Linked DNA regions of Mus musculus: all the other regions are linked to region 3. The links are chromatin contacts, called in public HiChIP or PLAC-seq and promoter capture Hi-C maps. All regions are on one chromosome and are shown on one strand. Each heading gives the region's core, a stretch centred on a gene start, on an enhancer-like site or on the middle of the called end of the contact. The rest is flanking DNA. Distances are from core to core; before and after follow the strand shown. Region 1 holds the start of Abo (ABO blood group (transferase A, alpha 1-3-N-acetylgalactosaminyltransferase, transferase B, alpha 1-3-galactosyltransferase)). Region 2 holds the start of Rexo4 (REX4, 3'-5' exonuclease). Region 3 holds the start of Agpat2 (1-acylglycerol-3-phosphate O-acyltransferase 2 (lysophosphatidic acid acyltransferase, beta)). Region 4 holds the start of Gpsm1 (G-protein signalling modulator 1 (AGS3-like, C. elegans)). Region 5 holds the start of Slc2a6 (solute carrier family 2 (facilitated glucose transporter), member 6).

Region 1 (2,700 bases), core at 13-2,512, 260 kb before region 3:
TCAGGATATGTCATCAGAATATTAATTAGCCCCACTGGTCCTAGGACCATTTATCATTTGTTAGGCAGACAGGTGAGCACCCTGGCAGTGGAGGACAGCAATTTGTAGGGAAAGCCAAATAGCCTGTAGGAGAGCCAAGAATCTTTTCCTTGTTTTTAATGTCCTTTTACCCAGCAGTGAGAATCTCTCTCTCTCTCTGCCTCTCTCTGTCTCTCTCTGTCTCTCTCTCTCAGTCTCTGTCTCTCTCTTTCTCTCTCTCCCTGTTCCCCTACCCCCACGTGTGTGCGCAAGCTCCATAGATCATGCAGTGTGCATGCCCAGTAGTAAAAGCACGACGACTGTTCATGTACATGGCGGTCGACTTTACTTTTCCTCATCTAAAAGCTTGGGGCAGATCAATCAGTTCTTAGCCTTTTTTTTTTTTTTAAAGATTTTATTTATTATATGTAAGTACACTGTAGCTGTCTTCAGATCTCATTATGGGTGGTTGTGAGCCACCATGTGGTTACTGGGATTTGAACTCAGGACCTCCAGAAGATCAGTCAGTGCTCTTAACTGCTGAGCCATCTCACCAGTCCCAGTTCTTAGCCTTTTGATTGATAGAAAAAATCATGTGTTAGGCTAATACATTAACACTTTTTTGTTGTTACAAAGATATTAGTTCAGACAGAGAGGTGGATAAATAATGGCTATTAAGGAAGGTGACATTAGCCCAAGGTAAACTGTAATTAGACTGGTATGGCGACAGTCTTACTTCTCCATCATTAGTCAGTTAGCCTTGTAGAAGGTACTTGGAAGGTTTAGCTTCTTTCGAGGGAACTTTGGTTCACATGACGTTTTTCTAGATTAAGTTGACAAGATTGAGAGATGGAGACAAGATCTATGTGAGTTTAAGGACAGCATGATTTACATAGTCAAGTTTAGGCCAGCCTTGGGATACATGACATCTTGCAGAGAGGTACAGAAATAAAGAGATGGCGTGAGAGAAAAGACTGGAAAAGATGAGGGGGAGGAAGAGGAAAGGCAGAGGAAGGAGAGGGGGGAGGGAGAGAGAGGAGGGAGAGACAAAGCAAGCTGAAGAAGACAGTGGGACAGACTTGAGGACCATAGCAAAGTCAGGTTAGAGCATGACAGCAGAGGAGAATCACCCACAGTCCCTGTGATGTGACCTGTGGTTGGAGATACCTGTCTGAGGACACTTGGTTCCTGTACACACGCCTGGGCAAATCAGAAGTCTGCCAGAGTTCTTCCCCGCCCACAGGTGTTCAGAGCTGTGTATTATCTCCCCTGGGGGTGAGTTCTCCTGTGTGCCTGAGACCTGGCCTGTGCCTAACAGCTTGCTGCACAGACACTGAACCATCCTGGGTTCTGACATGAATCTCAGAGGTGAGCTGAGGAATAAGGGGCTGGCTGTGGGCACCCTCCATCGATTGTCTACCATCTGGACCGGGCTTCTTTGCTGCTGGGGTCAGAGGCTCAGATGGGGCAGGGCCAGGCAGGCTGGGCTGGGCTGGCAGGAGCCCCGAGTGTCCCTGGATCTGTGTTTGTGCATGAGTACTGTCAAAAGGTGGGTAAGTGGGGCCAGAGTCACAGTGGAAAATTCTGATCTGACTAGGCAAAGCTGCTGAGGGAGGGCACTGAATGTACGTGATCTGTCTGCCCTTTACTGGACATCCTCTTCCCCACACGCTAGCTATTCCAGAACACAGGTGGTGGTCAGTGGCTATGAATCAGGCCCTGCAGGAGCTCCTAGGAGTCCAGGCCACCTGTGGGGAGAAGGGGAAGGAGGCCAAGGGCAGGAGACTCCAGGTGGCTGAGTCCAGTAATCCTGCAGGGCTGGAGGGAAGGGGTGACTGGGAGGAAGGGTGGGGTTGGCTCCCCAGCCCTCACCTGGTCAAGCTAGGGTCAATTCAATAGCAAAGAAATATTCTTAGTACTACACAAAGAAACACACAAACAAAGCAAAATTAATCCTGGAAGAGAATTTCTTTTTGCCAAAAGTGTGTGCTACCTGTGAGGAATACAAGAGAGTACAAAGTCCACTTAGTTTCTATTCTAGTTTTAGTGGTGACTGTGCCTCACCCCATCCGTGGGCCCGGATCTTACAGACTGACACCATTGTCTAAATCCTAGTCAGCACAAAGGTGACCAGCAAGATTGACTCCCCAGGCATGAACACCGGAATATTGACCCTTGATGGCTCAAGACCCTCGACAGTGCAAACTCACTTTTCACTCTCCATCCTTTCTTCCTGTGGTAAAAATACATAAAACAAAATAACCATCTGAAACATTTTCCCCATAACAAAGAAGATAGAGTTTTCTTATTTATTTTTGTGTGTGATGTGTACATGTGAACATGTACACATTGGCATGCGCGAGGGGATCAGTGGGAACTCTGTGGAGGAGCTTTTCTTCTAACTCCTGGGTTCCCGAGCTCAGGCCCAGGTTGTCAAGCTTATGCAGGAAGGAAGGCTCTACCTACTATGCCATCTTATGGCCAATCTTAGCAATTTTAAGTAAAAAGTTCAGCATCTTTAAATACATTCATTTTAAGTAGGACTGCACAACTTTCTATTCTGGTGAATTTGGAGGGGGAGGAAGCTTGGTGCTACCCTCCAATACCTCAGGGAGGGGCACTGAGGCCTGACAAGTGCATTGGTCCAGTGTGGGATGGAGCAAGACTGTCATAATTTCTAGG
Region 2 (2,700 bases), core at 197-2,696, 360 kb before region 3:
GGACTCAAATAGTATGTAACCGCAAAGAGTGTTTTATTCTGCAGAAGTCCAGCATGCTGGGGTCTCCCATTGCTAAGATAGAGAGACCATCAAGTGAGCTTGAAGGCTCGATTTAAAGCGCACTGGATTTCTGGGGTAGATGGGCTTTATCTTATTCTATCTCTAGGCATTCCAGAACCATTATCTGAGTGAGTGCTGTTGTGATCATAAAAAGAGAAAGAGCTACTAAGATCTGTTCTGGCAGGGTGTGGGGGAAGGGTGTGCCTCAGTGGGCCCATGCCTCAGCATCCCTTCCCCCTGAGAGAGCAGCCACATGACGGTATAGTATAGAATAGAGTTTATTCGGGGCATGGGGAGGGGAGTTAAGAGGGTAGTAGAGACAAAGGCAGAGAGGGGAGGGGGAGGGGGAGGGGGAGGGGGAGGGGGAGGGGGAGGAGAGGATTGGAGGCTGGCCATGAGCATATGGAGAGAGGGGGTAAGGGAATGGGGAAAGGGGGGAACAAGGGGCCAAGAGGCAAAAGCGTGAGAGAGAAAGAGAGAGGGATGAGGGGGCAAGCAGCCCCTTTTATAGGGTCAGTCCTACCTAGCTGCTACCAGGTAACTGTGTGGAGGAGCATATCTGGCTGTTGCCAGGTTTCGGTGGGGGTGGAGTCCAGACAGAATACCAACAGGTGCGAAGGCTAGAGCCTGGATTTTTTTTTTTTTTTTCTACTAGTAATCGAGTTGCTTGGACTTGCCCATACCTTAGGCCTAGTCTCTTTAACTGCCAATTTGAAGTGTGTTGCGGAATCTGCCTAGCCTTCTCTGTGCTCAGAACTTGGTCTTGGGGGGTGCCGGGGAGGGGGTGTCCTGATTGGATATTTTTCCTAACAGCCACCACCAAGTCTCCCAAACCTTCTTACGTGGTCTGTTGGCTTTGCTGCTTATCTCTAGTCAGAGAAACCCGAGGGCAAACGATTCAACTGTGACCGCCCCATCTGTATTGCACTATCAGGATCAAGAATAGATTGCTGGTCATTAACACTGCGATTAAGAATGTATATGTATACGTATATAGTCACAATTAAATTTTGCTTTATCATTAATATCGGACACTGCTGGCGTGCCTTTGCAGTCAGTAAACCAGAGACGTGGGGAAGGCTTCGGTATTCGCAGTGTGTGGTTGTGCATAGGGCAACCTACACAAGACCCGCCTCCGCCTCTTCCGTACCCCCGTGAGTGCCACACCGAGAGTAGTCCCCCAGCCTTTTCCGGTGTCCCAGAGTCTCCTCATTTGCGGCCTTCCGGGACACCAGATCTTTGTGAAGGTCTGGGCTCCCTTCCGTCAAACTCTGGGTATCCAACCGCAGCGCTGCTAGCCAGGGCTGTCAGCCCCCAGTGCTAACTAGCGGGCTAGTCGCAGAGTCCGCATACGTGCGGAACCAAAGATGCAGTCTCGGTTTCTAGCAGGTCGCGAAGAGAACAGCAACCCGGGTTCCCGCATGCGCAGTGGAGCACGCTTGCACCCTGGGAAATGTGTGCTTGCGCGGTTGCTGGAGTCGCGGTCTCTTCCCTGGTGGTTCCGACTGCGGAGAGCGGGGAGATGAAGACGAAGGCCACCGCGCCGGTGCCCCAACCTGGGCCTATCAGGAAGCTCGCTAGGAAGAAAGCCAAGAAGAAGTTCAGGAAGAGCAAAGCTCTGGCAGGAAGTGGGGTTCCGGGAAGCCACCCGGCGGCTGTGGCAGGCCGACCGCCGAAGGCCCCCGAGAACTTTTCTCAAAATTGGAAGGCGTTGCAAGAGGTGAGACCGGCGACAGGCCACCTTCATCCCGAACTTTCTGTCAGGTAGCCACAGACTCCGAAGGAGGAAGGGATGTTGCCCTCTGCTTCATTCAAATTCTTTTTCTCAATTATGAATCACTTATCTAGGTTGCCACCCTGGCAACGTCTTAAACTATGTCCCAGAACTCTGGCCCAGTGGTTCTGGAACTATTGTAGCTCAGGGTATACCCACACTAGTGGTTGTCCTCCTACATTAGGTAGCCTCCCTAGTCCTGAGCCTCTATACCTACCCCCATTCATAAATTCTTCCATACTAGTTAGATGCTTTTTTTTGTTGTTTTTGTTTTTTCGAGACAGGGTTTCTCTGTGTAGCCCTGGCCGTCCTGGAACTCACTCTGTAGACCAGGCTGGCCTCGAACTCAGAAATCTGCCTGCCTCTGCCTCCCGAGTGCTGGGATTAAAGGCGTGCGCCACCACGCCCAGCTTAGTTAGATGCTTTTACTGCCCTTGTTTCTTAGACGGGGAAATTGTGACACATAACTTACAGGGTTTGAGTTGAAAGTAGGTCACATACGGTGTAAACAGCAGAACTGGGGTGCTGAATATGCCTTCACTGTCGACTTCTAGGGAGTCTTGAGGAGTGTATGTCATGGAGCCTCAGTAAGAAAGACAATAAGGAATTTCTTGGCCTCCATAACAACACTCCACCTTGTTCCTTAGTGTGGATCTTCCAACAGGACACCCAGGAGCAGCCAAACCCTGTGGACAGTCAGGGCTGTGTATGCTGGTTCTTGTTCTTTCTCCCAAGAAAGTAAAGTGTGCAGGGAGGACATGTTTACTAAAGGAAACTTGGATTTGGCTCTGGTTTCTACAAGAATCTAAATCCTTCAGGCCTTTTAAGTATTAGGGGAGTGAATAAGTAGAAACTCACTGCAACAT
Region 3 (2,700 bases), core at 90-2,589:
AGCTGTGAGGACCTGATGCCTTGGAGATCTCAGCTGGGATCCTAGCAGCCCCGTAGCACCCCTCTCCCCCCCCCCCTTCTCTCCAAGCATATCTGGGTCTTCTACCAGAGAAGCTGAAACCCTGCAGCTCACCCTGCCTGCAACCTCATGAGCACAGAAGCCTGAAGCTGGAGTGACTCCTGGTGGTTCCTTACCCACCCTGGCACAGCTTTGGCCCTGCTTTAAAAGCTAAGCACAGGGCTGGCGAAATGGCTCAGCCGGTAAGAGCATTGACTGCTTTTCCGAAGGTCCTGAGTTCAAGCCCCAATAACCACATGGTGGCTCACAACCACCGGTAATGAGATCTGACACCGTCTTCTGGTGTACAAGCAGGGATTGAGGGAGCAGAGTTGACCAGAGTTGAGTGGGCTAACCGGAGCGAGCAGGGGTCCTAAAAATTCAATTCCCAACAACCACATGAAGGCTCACAACCTATAGCTACAGTGTACTCGCATACATAAAATAAGTCTAAAAAAAAAAAAAAAAGCTAAGCACAGTTATATAGGTAGATATTAAAATTATCATCTCTCCGGATCTGAGAAAACCAGAGATTCTCTCAGAATGCCTGGATATAGGGGAGCCTGTGGGCACATTAATATCTACAGCCATCGCTGAGTTCCACACCTAGGTGCAGACCAACCTCACCAAAAAAGAAGCTAGATGCATTTTGTCACTGACATCTGCTCTGAGAACATGATCAGGAAGGATGTATATGGCTGGCCTGCAAGCCCAAGGCTTCTTACTACAAGTGTCCCAGTGAGCACCAACTACAGGCTGGCGGTTAGAACACAGTGCGCATGGGAACACAATCGCCTGATCCACACTGCTGGCCGGGCATCAGAAGGTCCCCGGTGCCACATTACCCCAGAGACACCCCCACTCCAAAACTCTCACTACTCCTTCTGCCTCCCCCAGCTCGTTGCATCATGGGAATAGGGCTTCAGTCTCCCTGCTCAAGGGAACCTAAAGGGCCCAGGCCACCAGCCAGGTGGCCTAGTCAGGTAACCATTGGTCACTCAGTAGCCGGTCAATGGTCCTTTGTGTGGTGACAAGACTGGCATAATGGGCACGTCTTAGGTCGGTTGCACACCCTTAGGGAGCTGCGGTGCCAGGCTGGGGACTTGTGGCCGCAAGCCCCGGTGCAGGGGCGTGGGAGGCAACGCCAGAGCCCAGGCCACCCGGCAGCTCAGAGATGGGAGCCGCGGGACGAGTGAGGGAACCTCAATGTCCTGCCGCAAGGGGCAGGGTGGCAGGGAGGGGCGGGGCGGAGAGGGTGACACCCGAAGGGCCGAGGGAGGCGGGGTCCGCGTCCAGGACGCGGCGGGGCGGAGCGGGGCGCGATGCCCCCCGGCAGGGCCAGGCCCGGAGGGGCGGGAACAGGGCGGGACGGCCGCACCTAGCTCTGGGCTTCCAGCCTGGCCCGCCCTCTACCCTCGGCGCTCCTCAAAAGGGGCGCGGGCGGCGGGTGGAGGGCGGCGGCGCCGTCGGGGCTGGGGTGCGGCCGCCATGGACCCGTGGCCATGGCTGACGGCGGCGCTGCTGCTGCTGTTGCTGCTTGTGCAGCTGAGCCGCACAGCCAGGTTCTACGCCAAGGTCGGTCTCTACTGCGTGCTCTGCCTGTCCTTCTCCGCCGCGGCCTCGATCGTCTGCCTGCTGCGCCACGGCGGCCGCACCGTGGATAACATGAGGCAAGGGGGCCGGACGCCGGGATGGGCGCGCGCTTCCGCTTTCCTAACTTCTGAGCTCCTCGCGTTCTTTCCTTCCTGCCCCGCCCGCCCCGCCGTCCCCACGGTCCGGAGCCTCCGACGACGCGGCTTCCCGTCCCAGGGGCGCGTGTCACGATGTGCGCCGCTTGTAGGGCTCGGCCCTGCGGCGCCCCCTGCGCGCAGCGTGGAGTGTCGGGTTTGCGCGCGCCGCTAGCTTTGGGAGAGGGAGGGGGCCGAGCGAAGGTGGGACAGGCCCAATCCCACTTTCACCAGCAGGGAAACCGAAGCCTAGCCAGGCTTCCGGTCCGTGCTTCCACCTCTCTGCCGGTTAGAAGACACCTGTGCCCAGGTTGTAGCCACAGGTTCTCCTTGTCATTAACTTCCTCTTCTGGGGGGTGGGGGCCGAACTGTCTTTGGACCTGGCTTGCTAGCAATAAAGGAAGGAGGCTGTGGCCAGAATCCTCCTCTGCCCATCTCCCAGAGCAGGGAAGCTTAGTGGACAAGCAAAAGGTACAGGTATGGAGATCAGGCTAGGTTGTCCTGCAATGGGGGCTGCCCGAGAGAAAAAGCCTCTAGTCCTTTCTCCCTGTCCACACTCCCAGGAGACTGTTGCTACATTTCTTTCTGCCCCATTTGGACTGCTGAGAGGGTGGGTTTTGCAATGTCCTGGCCTTGGCCTTGCCTGGGTGTTTCGGACCTTGTGCCCCTGAAGCCCCTCCTCCCCCGCGGTAGTTACAAGGACTGTGAATGATGGTTTCCTGACTCTCGGCTGTATCTGGTCGTCTTTGGGGTTAGGATGCTGTCCTGACCAGCCATATTTTGTGGGTCCCAGCCCTCATTTCTCAGGTGCTTATAGTGACTATCCAGTGTCCCAGGGAGCAGACATGCAGAGGAGACCCTTGCACAGAAGACAAGGGTGCCCTAGCTATGCACTTTTCACGGTGCATAGAACAGG
Region 4 (2,700 bases), core at 194-2,693, 290 kb after region 3:
GAACTGGGAGCAACTGACACAGCTTTGAGACCTGTGCTCTGAATGTCCACCTCCCTCTCTTACATGCGAGCACTCGCACACACATACATACACACACGCACACGCACATGCACACACACGTTGCAGTCTGCCTAGTAGACACCTCCTTCTCACAGGGGTGGCTGGCCCTGAGTTAAATGTGACCCCACAGAGCCTCTGCTCCCAGGGGACTCCAAGAAGCTGCTAGCAAACCTCTTACCCTTGCACTAGAACTTGGAGGAGGGTGTGGGGCTCAGGCATGATCTTCAACACCACACAATGGGGACACTGTCTCTGAGCTGCAGCATTAGAACACTGTATTAGAACGGGACGGCAAGGATCTGTTCGCCAGGCACCAAGCCCTCATTTTGCTCTTTGGGGGTACTAGGCAGAGCTTGGCTAGCTGATGAACCACCCCACTTGAGTAGATTTCTTCAGGGTTGACCCCTAACAGGGAGACCCCAGATATGGGGAAGGGCTAGACGAGGTGGGGGCCAGAAGCTAACTGAAGGATGCTGGGCCTTCCTTTAGGTCTGATGACAGCCCCTGCCCAGAACTCAGGCCGGTCCAGCTCAACCTGAAGCCAGAGTGAACTGACAGCTCTGGTCCACTTCTGGGATCAGCATCTCACCGGAGAACACCCTCATCCATCAAAAGGGAGTCACCAGGGAGGCATGGAGCCAGGGGCAGGACTATCCTGTCATTCCCAGTGGGCGGGCACACAGCACAGACCGCTCGATCACCTGTGAACCTGCCTGGAAGGCAAATGCCTTTGTAGGGAAGCACACACCCACTTGCCTGGCTCAGGCCCAGCTCCTTCTGGCCTAGGGCTGGGGATAGCTAGTGAAGGCAGGGCCCCATCATGACAGCCTGGGTCGTGGCCATGCTACACCAACACCGGGTCACGGCAGTGTCAGGCTTGAGAAGAGAACTCCAGATAACGAAGACTGGCATCCATGCTACTCAGGGTCCCGCAGAGCCGGGTGGTGGAGTGCCCGCCCCGTAAGCCCTTTTGGCATCAGGACAGGGTTGCAGGCAGAACCCAGTCCCAACCCCTCTACCGCGAAACTGATCTTTGGGCCCTGGGCCCCGCGCCCCCACCGCTCCCTACGCAGATCCAGGGAGGCGCGTCCCCGGCCACGTTGCGCGTCGCCGCAGCAGCCTTTGTTCTGGGCCGGCAGCCTCCCGCCCGCGTCTGCCGCTCAGGTCCCCGTTCCCATCCCGGTCCTTGAACTACCTGGAGTAGAGGCGCCTGGAGGCCGGGCCCGGGAGCTCCTCGGCCACGGGCGGGGCCGGGCTCGCCATGAGTCGGGGACGCGCCGAGCAGGAGCACCGCCCCGCTCTGCGGCCGTCCGCCTGCCGATCTGCCCGCCTGTCCGCGCGTCCGTCCGCCTGTCCGCGCGTCCGCGGGAGACGCCGAGGAAGTGATGTGCTGGGGTGCCGCCGCCCCTCCCGCCAGAGCTGTGATGTCACCGCCGCCAGGCGGAGGGAGGGTGGGGAGGGGCAGGCGCCCACCGGCCACCACTGCGGCGGTCCCGCCTACCGTGGGGTGGGCGGGGCTCTGTCTTTGAGGTCCAGTGCAAGGAGAGTCCTGCTCTAGTGTGGACAATGCTGTGTTTCCTTTTCTTTGGGGGGGAAGCCCTGCTAAGCCTGGAGTTTAGTGCTTTTTCTTACACACACACACACACACACACACACACACACACACACACACACACACGAGAGTTTGCTGTCACACACACATCCTGTTCCTTTCCTGTCACCTCTTGTGGGGTACAGGCCATGCAGATGCTCCTGGGGCTAAGGAGAAAACAGGTCTTCCTAGATGGAGTCAGGGTGGGAGGATGCTGTCCAGCCCTAGGCAAGTCTCTACCTTCCTAGGGCTTTCACCACCAGATTTCATGTTGAATTTCATCTGTGAAATGCAAGCGTTTGGAAAACATACTGGAAGAACACCAGGAGCCCACGTGGGAGGCTGGCCGTTGCTCATTCATCTGCCTACCCTCCTCTGAGTTCTCCCAGGACCCTGAGGATCTGAACCTCGGAGTGATCTTTCTTCATCCAACTTGAGTAGCCTTGGAGCCTTCACCTCAGCCAACCCCCAGCCAGCCACAGGGCACCATCTGGACAGCCAGTTCCATTGGGACTCACCCAGGTCTCTGCTCTTCTCTCCAGGCCACTCTAAATCTTCTTGAAAACGTAGCTGTGACCCTCAGTGGAACAGGAACATGTCAGGGTGCAGACTATGGCAGTGTCCTTGGCAGTTTTTCTGCACCCCTGGACCCTGGTCTGAAGAGGGACACCATGCCAAGGTCACCCCAGACAGACCCTGCAGACGCAGCCCACAGTACAGTGGCTTCAGGCGGAGAAAAATGGCAACAAAAACAAACACAAGATAAAACTGGGCTGTTGGCCCTGAGCTAGTTTGTTTTCCTAGGAAGGAGCAGGAGCGAGCAATGAGAACCATCTGTGCCTGGGGCGAGGCGCAAGCTTGCTGCTGTCCCCACACCTCCCCCTAAGACCACAGGAGCCAGGGCTTGCTCTCTCTTGGCTAAGGCAGAGTGTGTGTTATGGCTGGCCAGGCACCACCCACGTTTGCTGAAGTCTCGGGCCTGGTCCCTAGCAGACCCTGGCTCTGGAATGCAGGCGCTTCCTGGTTGCCTTCAAAGGATACAACATACA
Region 5 (2,700 bases), core at 93-2,592, 420 kb before region 3:
GATGGTTCAGCGGTTACAAGACCAGGTCCTATATGCTCTGGCTCCCATTACTATTTGGTGACTGACCGGCCTGTAACTCCAGCTCCTACAAGTCCATCATTTCAGCTTCAGGAGCACAGACTCACAGACAGACATAAAATTTAAAAATTATATATCTTAAGTTTTTCACATGTTTGGGTGTTTTGTCTGTACCACATAAAAGCTGATGCCAAAAGGCACCAATTGTCCTGGAAATGGAGGTAAGAGGAGGGTTGTGTGCCAACCCGTGGGGCTGGGAAATCAAACCTGAGTCCTTGCAAGAGCAGCCAGTGCTCTCAGGCTCCCAAAATTATGTATAACACACACACACACACACACACACACACACACACTCAGCTTGGATGTGAAGTGGAACACCACTCACTGAAAGTTCACCTCCCCACTAAGTAACAGACAGGCAAGGCAAACACAGGAAGGAAAGACGTCCAGCCAGGGTGGGTCGCAGCAGTTTTGTGGTCTCTACTGTCCTCTCTAGAAGTGTTTCTAAAGGGGAACTGAGACTTCTACAACACCCTTTACTGTTTTAATAGCCTGGTAACAAAGGGTCAGTTTATAAATGTGAACAGGAAGTAAGTCCACTCCTGTGACTGAAAAAGTCCAAAGACACAGATAGGCATCTTGATTGTGGCTTTTTCCACCTCCTAGAGAAGTTTCTGTTTCGTTTTTTTTGGTCATTTTATACCATTACTGGAATGATTTTGAACAGTGCAAGCTATTTGGACAACCAGGAAATCCCAGAGATCAGGAATGTAGCTCAGAGACAGATTGCTTGCTAGCAGAGAGAAGCCTTGGGGTTTGTCCACAGCTATGGGGTGAGACACCGCAGGGCACCTGCTGGAGTTACCCCTAATTGTTTCTGCTCCACCCTCCTCCTACTTACTGTACACACCCAAAGTAGTGATTCATTGGAGTCAACTAGGGTTAGGAGGCGAGAAGTGAAGTGGCAGGTGTAGAAGTGACATCTATGTGACGGGAGAGGGCACAGAACAGGGCCAAGCAAGGCAATAATAAAAAAATATATAATAATAACAATCCTCCGTGTGACCTTGGCAAGCTTACGACTCTCTGGGCTTCTCCTCCATAAAGCCAGACCCAGCCATGGAGCAGTCCACGCTCTTAGCCTGGCGAAAGGGTGCTCAGGCGGCCCTGCCCTAGAAGCGGGTTTCCCCGGCAGAATCCAGCGCCTCAAGGCGCACGCGATGGGACACGCCCGGGAGCCCGATCGCACCCTGCATCCGAGGCGTGCGGCTGTCTCATTGGACAGCACGGCTCTGCAGGGCCGCCCTGCAGCCAATCGCATCTGTAGGGCGGAGCTTCGCCTGCTGTGCTGAGGGCTCAGGCAGATGCTTTAGCTCTGCAGTGGAGTCCCGCTGTATCTGACCATCCGCGCTGGCCATGCAGGAACCCCTGCTAAGAACCGAGGGACTCGACTATGATACCTTCCCCGAGGTGCCCGCGACTCCTGGAGAGAGAGAACGAGCCGGGTGAGAGTCTCAGGGTGTGGGCATGGGAGGTTGGGATGGCCTTATCTCCAGCAGACGATACACATCTTGGGCCATTACTGACTTCTGGTGAGTGGCCACCAAGAGTCATCTGACTCTTTCTTACCGCATGCTCGCAAGTCCTATTTAAAGAACTGGACCACCATAAAGAAGAGAGCCTCCAAAGGAATACTGGGTGGGATCCCCACCTGCCACAGGGGGAGGACATGGGTCTTGCCTAAGATCACAGAACAAGCTTTGAGCATCACAACAGGAGGCAAAAACCACAATTTCTTTTCTGGAGAAAACGGGCACCAGCCCCAGCCGACAGCCTGGGGATTTCCCAGAGCTGCTGCTAAGGCCTGAAGACAACTTGACTGGCCCTGGACCCAGGCCTCTCCTGGTTATCTGCCGAGCTGGATGGTCATGGGCTCGGGGAAGGCAGCAGTCTGGGAACTCAGGGTCCATTTAAAGGACTTGTCCTTGGTCCTTTGGTTCTACCCCATCCCCCACCAGGGCCTTGAAAAACAGAAGGGTGTTCCTGGCTACCTTCGCCGCTGTGCTGGGCAATTTCAGCTTTGGGTATGCCTTGGTCTACACATCTCCAGTCATCCCTGAACTGAAGCTCTCTTCTGACCCAGCACTACACCTGGACAAAATCCAGGCATCCTGGTTTGGGGTGAGGCCTGTTCTCTAAATCAGATGGGGTAGTGGAGGGAGCATGGGCCCACTCAACCTGCTTACCACAGGGAACTAAAATCACCTAGCCTTGGAACCTCCCCTAGAGCACCGGTATCTCTCCCTAACACGCATTCCCGTCTGCTAGCGGTGATGGCAAGTGACATGAGGAAGTGACATCCTGCAGAGATGTGGGCCAGGGCTGAGGGGAAGATTTCCCAACCCCATACCCAAAGCCAGGCTGCCACAGCAGAGCTGACATCCTCCTGGGTGCCTGGAGGCAGTCACACCAGATGCTAGCGGGATGAGAGGTGCCATATGGACAAGGACAGAACGTGGCTAAACAGAGCCCAGGAGCCCAAGACTTTAACGTTAGAATGTCAGTAGACCCTGAGTTAGGACTGCGACTTGACAGCAAAGCTGGAAAGATTTGGGGTCTCCTGAGCATTTCAAATGGGGTGGGAATGTGCAAGGCGCACAGCACATGCTGAGCACATGCTAG

What was found. Promoter capture Hi-C pulls out the DNA fragments that hold promoters and counts their contacts. HiChIP or PLAC-seq counts read pairs in DNA pulled down with a chosen protein or histone mark. Capture Hi-C pulls out chosen DNA fragments and counts their contacts.
Region 1: a contact with region 3 is called in a promoter capture Hi-C map of neutrophils, with 3 times the contacts expected there. The contact joins the promoter of Abo here to the promoter of Agpat2 in region 3. A contact is called at or near these places in 4 of 39 promoter capture datasets (the HPC-7 cell line, cranial neural crest, neutrophils and 1 more), 2 of 484 Hi-C or Micro-C datasets (bone marrow-derived macrophages and embryonic stem cells) and 2 of 9 other capture datasets (liver and pancreatic islet).
Region 2: an HNF4G HiChIP or PLAC-seq map of pancreatic cancer cells shows a contact between it and region 3. The contact joins the promoter of Rexo4 here to the promoter of Agpat2 in region 3. A contact is called at or near these places in 4 of 484 Hi-C or Micro-C datasets (CD4 T cells, bone marrow-derived macrophages, liver and 1 more), 6 of 115 datasets of contacts at active chromatin or transcription factors (the 230-238 cell line, acute myeloid leukemia, double positive thymocytes and 3 more) and 3 of 9 other capture datasets (adipose tissue, liver and pancreatic islet).
Region 4: a promoter capture Hi-C map of pancreatic islet shows a contact between it and region 3. The contact joins the promoter of Gpsm1 here to the promoter of Agpat2 in region 3. A contact is called at or near these places in 5 of 39 promoter capture datasets (the 3T3-L1 cell line, the C10 cell line, hematopoietic stem and progenitor cells and 2 more), 1 of 484 Hi-C or Micro-C datasets (bone marrow-derived macrophages), 8 of 115 datasets of contacts at active chromatin or transcription factors (the SCID.adh cell line, acute myeloid leukemia, double positive thymocytes and 3 more) and 4 of 9 other capture datasets (adipose tissue, liver, macrophages and 1 more).
Region 5: a promoter capture Hi-C map of neutrophils shows a contact between it and region 3, with 2.7 times the contacts expected there. The contact joins the promoter of Slc2a6 here to the promoter of Agpat2 in region 3. A contact is called at or near these places in 13 of 39 promoter capture datasets (the 3T3-L1 cell line, the C10 cell line, HPC-7-derived erythroid cells and 7 more), 8 of 484 Hi-C or Micro-C datasets (B cells, CD4 T cells, CD8 T cells and 4 more), 7 of 115 datasets of contacts at active chromatin or transcription factors (bone marrow-derived dendritic cells, bone marrow-derived macrophages, effector CD8 T cells and 4 more) and 5 of 9 other capture datasets (adipose tissue, embryonic stem cells, liver and 2 more).

Annotation. Positions count from the first base shown.
Region 1 is chr2:26,863,557-26,866,256 of GRCm38.p6, reverse strand. It overlaps Abo (ABO blood group (transferase A, alpha 1-3-N-acetylgalactosaminyltransferase, transferase B, alpha 1-3-galactosyltransferase)), which reads left to right and starts at 1,262. Exons shown (of 6, transcript NM_030718.5): 1 at 1,262-1,386. The coding sequence starts at 1,374.
Region 2 is chr2:26,963,132-26,965,831 of GRCm38.p6, reverse strand. Rexo4 (REX4, 3'-5' exonuclease) reads left to right here and starts at 1,446. Exons shown (of 8, transcript NM_207234.2): 1 at 1,446-1,780. The coding sequence starts at 1,514.
Region 3 is chr2:26,603,056-26,605,755 of GRCm38.p6, reverse strand. Agpat2 (1-acylglycerol-3-phosphate O-acyltransferase 2 (lysophosphatidic acid acyltransferase, beta)) reads left to right here and starts at 1,339. Exons shown (of 6, transcript NM_026212.2): 1 at 1,339-1,727. The coding sequence starts at 1,546.
Region 4 is chr2:26,314,276-26,316,975 of GRCm38.p6, reverse strand. It overlaps Gpsm1 (G-protein signalling modulator 1 (AGS3-like, C. elegans)), which reads right to left and starts at 1,443. Exons shown (of 14, transcript NM_153410.5): 1 at 1,256-1,443. The coding sequence starts at 1,323. It overlaps Gm52505 (a long non-coding RNA gene), which reads left to right. Exons shown (of 2, transcript XR_003953775.1): 2 at 550-1,627.
Region 5 is chr2:27,026,640-27,029,339 of GRCm38.p6, reverse strand. Slc2a6 (solute carrier family 2 (facilitated glucose transporter), member 6) reads left to right here and starts at 1,342. Exons shown (of 10, transcript NM_172659.2): 1 at 1,342-1,523; 2 at 2,037-2,199. The coding sequence starts at 1,435.